Regions from separate parts of the Mus musculus genome. Here region 2 is linked to region 1. Evidence: chromatin contacts called from public HiChIP or PLAC-seq data. All regions are on one chromosome and are shown on one strand. Each heading gives the region's core, a stretch centred on a gene start, on an enhancer-like site or on the middle of the called end of the contact. The rest is flanking DNA. Distances are from core to core; before and after follow the strand shown.

Evidence for each region. HiChIP or PLAC-seq counts read pairs in DNA pulled down with a chosen protein or histone mark.
Region 2: an H3K27ac HiChIP or PLAC-seq map of trophoblast stem cells shows a contact between it and region 1, with 18 read pairs. The contact joins two enhancer-like sites. A contact is called at or near these places in 8 of 39 promoter capture datasets (the C10 cell line, the HPC-7 cell line, embryonic stem cells and 3 more), 1 of 15 datasets of contacts at CTCF or cohesin (the NIH/3T3 cell line), 9 of 484 Hi-C or Micro-C datasets (CD8 T cells, bone marrow-derived macrophages, embryonic fibroblasts and 5 more) and 16 of 115 datasets of contacts at active chromatin or transcription factors (the HPC-7 cell line, embryonic basal ganglia, embryonic forebrain and 9 more).

Annotation. Positions count from the first base shown.
Region 1 is chr4:119,022,938-119,027,839 of GRCm38.p6, forward strand. No RefSeq gene overlaps it. Among named protein-coding and RNA genes, the nearest start is that of Lincred2, 26 kb to the right of the region's middle. Within about 2 kb of position 3,259, at least 31 of the 459 cell types and tissues checked have an H3K27ac peak or open chromatin away from gene starts, as enhancers often do. A contact at or near this core is called in embryonic stem cells and trophoblast stem cells, where this site is marked.
Region 2 is chr4:119,139,457-119,143,885 of GRCm38.p6, forward strand. No RefSeq gene overlaps it. Among named protein-coding and RNA genes, the nearest start is that of Gm12867, 9.5 kb to the left of the region's middle. Within about 2 kb of position 1,950, at least 68 of the 459 cell types and tissues checked have an H3K27ac peak or open chromatin away from gene starts, as enhancers often do. A contact at or near this core is called in embryonic stem cells and trophoblast stem cells, where this site is marked.

The sequences.
Region 1 (4,902 bases), core at 2,009-4,508:
GGGTATAGTGTGGTGTATGTGTGTATATATATGGTGTGGTGTGTGTGTGGTATATATGGTGTGTGTGGTGCATGTGTATATATGTGTATTTGTGGTATACTTGTGGTATGATGTGGTATAGGGGTTTGATGCATAGCATGTGTGTGGTATGTGTATATGGTGTATGTGTGTGCAGTGTATGGTGTGTGTATGTGTGTATAATGTATGTCGTGTATGTGTATGTGGTGTGGTATATATGGTGTATGTATGTGTGTGCGTGGTATGTGTGTGGTGTGTGTGTGCTGTGTACAGAGTATGGGGTAGGTGGTCATATGAGTTTGTGTGTTTATGTGTGTGTCCAGTTCATACTGGGTAGGGCAAACAAGGCACAGTCTCCAAGCAAAGAAAATCCTTTCTTCCACACTCAGATTAGAACAGTCTCAGATTTGAGCATCCAGATAATCCATTTCCAAAATGGGAAACTGAGGCTTAGAGCCTAGAAGGGGGCCCAGGCCTGGTTAGTACTGACAAAGAAGAGCTGAGCTAGCTGCAAGTCCTGGCACCAGCACTTCTGAACAAGTCGCATCACCTGGTTTCCAAGCCAAGGCACAGCCTGCTCTGATCCTCTTCACACACAAGACTCAGCACATCCAGGCTCCCATTACTGGATCACCCCAGCACTCCCCTACTGCCTCAATCGGCAGACTGGGGAGGGGGTGCACATGCAGTAACACTCAGGCATCTGGAGTGACCCAAAGAACACAGAGCCCAGCTTTCCTCCCTCTTAACAGCTTTGTGTGAATGTAAAAAGTGAAGAGGCAACTAATAATGTTTCTTTATATGACCTCAAAAAAATCAAAACCAAAACTAAACTTTAAAAACCTGTCAAGCGCCGGGCGTGGTGGAGCACGACTTTAATCCCAGCACTCGGGAGGCAGAGGCAGACAGATTTCTGTGAGCTCAAGGCCAGCCTGGTGTACAAAGTGAGTTCAGGACAGCCAGGACTCTGTTAGAAAGAGAAACTCTGTCTTGAAAATAATAATAACAATAATAATAAAAATGTAAAAGCTGTCAATATGTCTATTTTTGTTTCTATAGATTTTTCTTAAACAGATGGATCATTTGCATAAATATTAGTGGATGGCTAGATAGATAATGGATAGTGTTATGAAATATAATACAGAGTGGGGAGGTACCTGGCGGGTCCATGCCAAGGTGCCCTCTGGGAAATTATGCCATGTAACAAATGAGGGCCTGGATAATAGGGAGCTGAAAGGGAGCAGAGCCTTGAAGGAAGAGAATGGGGACACAGAAGGGCAGAAAGGGAGAGAAAGACTGAGGGAACACATGGGAACAGACAGAGAGAGAGAACTGAGGTGGCTGGTCTTTTATATGCCACACCTGGTAAAGGCAGCAGGAGGTGACTTAAACCATTGCTCGGGCCCTGGGAAGAGGAGCCTAGAGGAACTAACTACCGGTAGGCCAGTAGATAGGACACCTCCTCCTGGCAGCGACTGGGTGGATTAAATGAATCAATGCCCCTAGCACAAACAGGTGCCTAAGTGATGCTGGATCCCTGGACATCACGTGCTCACTCTTCAGAGGGGACACTTGCTTTCCAGGCCAGGACCATCTGAACATTGTGCCCTTCACAAATGTTCACCAGCCAGTGGGGTGAGGTAAAGTCCAGTTTAAGAATTGTTTTCTTGGGGGCTGGAGAGGTGGGCCCACAGTTATGAGCACTCACTGCTCTTTCGGAGAACCCAGGTTCAGTTCCCAGCAGCCACGTGGCCACTCATCGACCATCTGATGGAACTCCGACTGCAGGCAATTCAGTGATTTCTTCGGGCCTCTACCGGCACCAACATGATACAGTACAAACACTTATGAGCAAGCAAACCAATCATACCCCCTCCCAAATAAAAATAAGGCTTTTAAATATATATATATATATATATATATATATTGGACTGGAGACATGGCTCTGCAGTTAAGAGCACTTCCAGCTCTTGCAGAGGACCCAAGTTTGCTTCCCAGCTCCCACATTAGGGGGCTCAGAACCACCTATAATTCCAGCTTCAAAAACTTCGGCGTGTGTATCTGTAAGACACAGATATACAGATATAAAAGGAAACAAAACTCATTTTTTTTTATTTTTTAGTAATTGTTTTCTTGAAGCTCCGGAGTAGGGCCTTTGCATAGCATGGGTCAAGGTCTTGGATTCAATCCCCTGCATGGAAGACAACAACCATAATAACAATAACAACATTTTCTGACGTTGACTATAACTTCGGGGGAGGGCAAGACCGGGAAGGTTGGATTTGGGTTTTTTGTTTGTTTGGCCGGCTGGTTTTTGTGGGGGTCTTATTTGCCTGTTTGTGTGTTGTTCTGTTTTGGGTTTGGGGTTTTGCATACTCTTTACATAATAATTTAAACTTCCAGGTAGAACACTAAGGGAGTTGGGGAATGGCAGGTCCTCCAGTTCAGCTGACTCAAACTCTTGCTTCCAGAAACAGGGGTTGGGGGTGCAAAGGAAGAGGGAGCTGCCTCCTGTGTTTTTCCTAGTTCCTTTGTTTATCTCTCAGCTTGGCTTGGTGGGTTTACAGAGGAATGCCTAGCAGGGGATTTTGTGCCCCAAATCAAGGACGAGATAAGAACAGAAGAAATTCCAAACAAAGAAATCAAGATAAGCAGCTAAAGGGATTTAAACCAGGAGACCAGGCCTCTAACTCCCAGCCCCAGAATTCTCTTGAAAGTCCTAAACAATGGACATTGCCTATGGCATTTCTCCCCTTCTGAGGGTAAGATAGACTCCACTTGGTAAATTGGACCCTAGAACAAGGTGGGGAACCTGCAGCCCTTGAATTTCCATAAAGACCTGCCTAGGCCTAGGCATTGATTCAGAGCTCAGAATCACAAATTCAAATGTGTAGATTCTTCTCAAAGGAAATGAAACCTGATGATGTGCCACCTCGACCTCTGTGGATGAGAAACACCAGGTTTGTGAGTGTTGGGATTCCCTGCTCTAAGAATGGGAGAATCTGGAAGCTCTGTGGCTATTTGCTACTTACTCTAAGTGTGGTCTAAGAATGAGAAACCTCAAGTCCTTGGCATCTTGCTAGAAATGTAGATTTGGGGTCCCACCAGGGGCTACTGAACCAGGATTCCCAGGTAATGGTGAACACGTTAATGTTGAAGAAACACTGTAGACTTTAAACCCCGGATGCCACCTCCCTCCAAAGCTAACGCCACCCCTGACATCCAAGAGAGGATCAAGGTGCCTGGGACTGGCCCATCTTCTTGAAGGAGCCAGAGGTTCTGCTTTCTGAGATCTTTTCTTTCCTTCTCAAGACCTACACACCCAAACTAACTCGTTCTTTTCTTCGGTTTCTCCCAGTGCAATCCCCTCAATAAAGCCAAGTGTGCCATCAACACAAACCTGAAAAACTCGTTGTCTACAAGAGACTTGGTCAGCCATTCTGTAAGGCCACTCCAGGCAGAGCCCAGAGGCACCGCTGGGCTTGAAAAAAAGAGCAGAGCCACCTGCACCAATTAAAATCCAAATCCCTCATCCCCCACAAGCTGGCTATTCTTTAACTCTTTTTCTCAGTTACACCTGGACCTAAGAGCAAAACAAAGGCTTAGGTTGAAGTCTTAATGGGTTTGTTTTTAAAGGGACAAACTGACCCTCAGAGTCCTAGATTGCTTCGGAGGCCCAGGAGGCTTTAATGAGTTAGGTTAGGGATTAAGGAAACTGTTTGTCATCAACAATGGAATTTGTTCTTTTGTGCTTTTTAGGGAAGGGGGAAGGGCAGGAGGATTCTTCTTTCAAAATAAACCCTAGGAGGGGCCCATAGTTTAAATACTGGAGTGGCTTTGGCTGTAAAGTGTAGTCACAGAACCCAAAACACAGGGCCTCCTCTGTACTCTCTTAACAGCCCAGGTAGTAACTTAACAGCTTGCCCTGCTCGGCGGAGCAGGGGATGGAGGACCGGCTTCAGCTGCCCATCTACAAAGACCCAAAACTTCCTCATGGCTTCCTTCTCTGACCTCTGATAAGTTTCCAAAGCAGAGGCCTTGAAGGGCAGCCAGACGCATCGCCCAGGCACACACAGGATTGGAAAACGCTAGCAACTCATCTATCTGTCAGTTACACTGAAAGTTGCCATTTCTGTCTTAAGGACTGCAAGAAACAGGCCCATTTCCCCTTTCCCATGACTTCCAGAACACAGAAGGTTCTAGAACATCTCTTCAGAACTGAAATCCGTGAAAAATAGTGGGCAGGCAAGATGGCTCAGAGAGCAAAGGCTCTTGTGAGCTGACTCTACTAAGCTGTCTTTAGACTATCACAGAGAGAGAGAGAGAGAGAGAGAGAGAGAGAGAGAACAGGTAAATGAGCTAGTGAAATTATAGAGGCAGTAATAAATGAGGGCTGGGGAAAGGAATGAACTGAAGGAAGGGAGACCCTGGTCATATCTTCTGGACACTTTCAAGCTTGAAACAGTTCTCTTGGGGAACCACGGTTGAGAGCTTCCTGGAACTCCCTAAAAAAGCCCAAGCAATCCTCCTGCCTCATCTTTGTGATTATAGGTGTGCACCCACACCCAGGTTGGAAAGCAGATCTCTGTAAACAAGGCAGAGTGTGAGAAAGTTGCTATATTTGAAAGTAAACATGTTATTCCAACTGGAGCCCCATGCTTTCCAAATGTAGACAATGAACTATGTCAACAGGTCAATCACATCAAGTCCATGGCTCTCAGGCAACATTTTGTTTAATAAAAGAATGAAATAGAATGGAATGGAATGATCTAGTTCATCACTAAGATTGGGAGTCATTTGGAAATTTTGATTTTTTTTTAAAGATTTATTTATTTATTAAATATAAGTACACTGTAGCTGTCTTCAGACACACCAAGAGAGGGC
Region 2 (4,429 bases), core at 700-3,199, 120 kb after region 1:
AGGTCCTGAGTTCAAATCCCAGCAACCACATGGTGGCTCACAACCATCCGTAATGAGATCTGACTCCCTCTTCTTGTGTTTGAAGACAACTACAGTGTACTCACATATAATAGAGAAATCTTAAAACAAAAAAAAAAAAATCCTCAGGTGGTCAGACTTTAGTGGCAAGCACTTCTTCCTGCTGAGCCATCTCGATGGTCTTCCCTCCTCCTCTTCTGCTTCCTCCTTATCCGTGAGCTTTACCAGAGTTGCCTGCAGGACCATGCTGACAGCTTCTTGTCAGTGACTACAGCTGGAAGAAACTATCAATCCATCCTTCAGCAACCGTTAGCATCCATGAATTCTCTCCTCTAGAATGGGCCTTGGCCCTTGGTCTTGTGAAGGTTCTGTGCCCCAGTATAGGAGAATGCCAGGCAGAGCCAGGAAGCAGGAGCGGGTGGGTTGGGGAGCAGGGGAGGGGGGAGAGGATAGGGGATTTTTGGAGAGGAAACTAGGAAAGGGGATAACATTTGAAATGTAAATAAAGAAAATATCTTTAAAAAAAAAAAAAAGGGCCTCGGTTTCAATCAGGAAGTAGCTGGTTCCGCCATCAGATTTGTTTCTAACTTGCCATTGAGCACATCTGAATTTTCATCTTTCTTAGTCTGAAAATTCACTTTTTTTTGTTTTTTTTTTGTTTTTTACGTGTCCCTCTCACCATTGTTCCCCACTCCCCCAGTCCATATCCTCCAGAGACCAAGCCACCTTGTCCTTGGCTCCTACACCCTCTTTCCCTCTGGGTCTTTAGGATTCCCTTCACACAATTGCTCTTCCCCCTGTTCCTGACTCCCATCTGGGCCATTCTGGTGAGGAAACCAGGCCTGGCCTATCCTCTGCACACTGCTGCCTACTAGTGGCTGGTAGATGAATTGAAGTCACGGCTGATTTTTCACGTCTGCCTCAGAGAATAAATGGCTTTGGATGGGTCAGGTATATTTGGTCACCCTGTTCTGTTCACTCAAAATCATCTCACTAAAGCAACATTGCCATATTACCACATGACTTCATACTCCACACTGTCTCCTGATACAGTCCAAAACTTTTACTTGAATTGTTCTTTTTTTTTTTTAAAGATTTATTTATGTATTTATTTTATGTGAGTACACTGTTGCTCTCTTCAGACACACCAGAAGAGGGCATTGGATCCCATTACAGATGGTTGTGAGCCACCATGTGGTTGCTGGGAATTGAACTCAGGACCTCTGAAAGTGCTCTCAACCACTGAGCCATCTCTCCAGCCCTCCCCGAGCTGTCTTAATCTAACACGTTAACGCTTTGCTCTGCATTTTTGCCTCCTGCTCTGCCTTTGCTCTGTGTCACCTGCACTTTTCTTGGGGAGACACGAATAAACATCTATGAACCACAGACAGGGAACTAATGAAAGAACAGAGGTGCCACCCAAATGTAGCTTAGAGGACCAATGGCCCTACTTTTAGGGACACAGGTGACCCCTACGCAGCTGCCCAACTGAGAATTCTCCCTGAAGCGTGGGTTGAGTTGCCCACGGCTTCACAGATGGAGTTCCCATTTCAATTAATGTTTCACCTTCTATAAACTCTAGCATCTTCCCAAACTGTGTGTAGCTAGGACAAAGTTGCCTACGGCATAGTGGGAGGTTCGAGAAAGAGCAGCTGGAACCTCAAAAGGGGCGGGGGCAGGGGAGGTCTAAAAACTTGTCCCACCTGGTTCCTCCATGAGGGAAGGTGAACAGGTCCTGAGCCCAGGGCTGCTTGTGAGTCATTCCAGCTGCTCTGGATGACACTGTGATGGCTAAGCCAGGTGCCACAGTGCGGTACGTGCCTGTAAGCCTGGGTGATAATGGCTGCTCTCCTCAGAGGACAGCATTCCACATGCACAATGTGATGTGGTCACAGGACTCCAAATTAACTGTCACTTTCTCTGTGAGGCGTCTGTTCACTCCTTCAACTGTTAAGTAATCAGGCACGCTCCGCAGGCGCTCTCCTGTGCTGTGCACTGCCTTAGAAACAGAGTCAGAAGCAGCTGACTTTAGACTGTCGCTACTGGGCTGAGTCATCCCGGGAAAGTCTCTACGCTTCCGATCTCCAGTGTCCTCATCTGTTGTCCTATTAGAGTGGAATAAATATGCCGGTGGGGTGGAGCCTTTAATCCTAGCACCCTGGAGGCAGAGTCAAGTAGATCTCTGAGTTTGAGGCCAGCTTGGTCTACAGAGTGAGTTCTGGGACAGCCAGGGCTATACAGATCTTGTCTCAAGAAACAAACAAACAAAAAACAGGGGTGGGGGGAGTGGTATAAGCGTAAAGCAGGCGTCGGCTGAGGTCTTAGCATCTTCTCCCTTTCACTTTTCAGAAAGCAATACTTCCATCAAAGAGTTTTAAAATGAGAGTTTCATGCACGCATATGTGTGTTGGTCAAATCTACCGCCACTCTCTCCCTTCCTTTCCCACTCTTTCCCCATCCTTCCACAACCTCTTCTTCGTGTGTGCTTGTTCAGTCACTCTTGTTTTTTATGGTTTTCTTATTTTTTTGTTTTTGATTGTGTTTTGTTTTGAGACAGGGTCTCACTATGTGGCCTTAAACATATGGAATTCACTATATAGAACAGGCTGGCTTGGAACTCATTGAGATCAGCCTGTTTCTGCCTCTGTAGTGCTGGGATTAAAGATGAATCCAAAACAAAACAAAAACAAAACAAAACAAAACAAAACAGAATGAGAGTGATGGAGTGAGCAAGTGCATATGAAGATGAGGAGAGGAGATGGTAGAAGCAGAGCTACACACTGAGACCCTGTCTCAGACAAAATAAAGAAAGAAAGAAGCTATTTTAAAATCTTACTTTATGTAGATAAGCGTCTCGCCTGCGTGTATAGTCTATGCAGCACGTGTGGCCCGGTGCCGGTGGAAGCCAGAAGAGGGCGCTGAATCCCCTAGATCTGGGGTTACGGACGCTTGTGAGCTATCACGTGAGAGCTCAGACTGGAAATGTAGAAGAGCAGCCAGAGTCTGAGCTAAGGAGCCATCTCTATAGTATCCCTCTTCTCTTTTTAAACCTACTCCATGTAGTGCTGCCTGTGTGCGCATGGATGTGGGACCGTGTACTAGAGCATGGCTAGCCCTTTCAGGGTCTGCCGCGCTCCCTGAAGGAAATCAACCCCAAGAGCCATCAGTTGGCATCCTGCACTGGATCGGCTGCTCTGCGGATAGGGAGGGCGGTACTTCGTGAGCCCCACACCGCCGCGTGCTGGGATTTTTGGATCTGGCGCATGTCTTGTGCGTGCATATGAGCTCATCTGTGCAACAACATTACATTCAGCAAACAATGTCTGACTGGAGATGTCTACAATTCCTGGCCTTTACAATTTTTCCACGTTCTCTTTGTCAGTGATTACCTGAGTCTTAGGAAAAGAAGTGTGATAGAGATTTCTCATTTAGAGCTTAGTAGTCCACAGCCTCTTAATCTATGAGTGTTGGCCAGATGTAAGTGGGCCTTTGTTAATCCCCATCTCCTACAAAAAAAGAGGCTTTTCTGATAAGGGTTGAGAGATGCACTAGTCTATGAATGCAAAGGTTAAAGACACAGGGAGCAGTTTGTTAATTTGCCTACTTAGCAAAATAACAGCAACAGGTTGTCGTCCAGGGCCTATGACTTAGCCAGCCCTGGGCTTTGTCTCAGTTAACAGTGACAAGTATCAAGCATGAGTTCTGTCTTGTAGAGAGGGCTTTAAAACAAATCAGAAATTTGTTGGTTATTCTCATAATATCCAAGCCACTATTACCACACATATTGCCAGGCCACTTGTGACTGTAGCTCACAGGGTTCCCAACTGGGTAAAATGATTGCATACTCAGTTTTTGTAAACTTACATTTCCAGGAAACTCCTCCTCCTCTTTTTTCTTTTTGAGACTCATATATAATCCAAGCTGATCTCAAACTCATTATGCAGCTAAGGATAACCTTGAACTTGTAATCCTCCTGTCTTTACCTCCAAGAATATGGATCACAGACCTGCACCACCACCCTGCTTTACAGTGTGCTGGGAATTGCACACACACACACATACACATTTGTGTGCAGGTTAAGCACTCTGCCAACTGAGCTGCATGCTACATCCTCATCTTACTTTTTTATGGCTCTAATGTTATCTTCTTGAAAACACCTCTCTAGGGTACCAGATACAAGCACTTTCCTGTCTTGGACCTCAGAATTCTAGTTTCACGTCATTGATTTACCAAGTGTCTCCCAGATGCCTGGATACAGCAGCAAGAACAGAAAATTGATATTCATGTCCTGGAACAACTGTGACTTGCCTGCATCTCACCTGAGTGCTGGGATTAATTCCCGATGACCAACTTCTCTCTTAATTCTGCTATGAATACATTCTTATTGGACAGGTTAGCTGAGTACCAAACA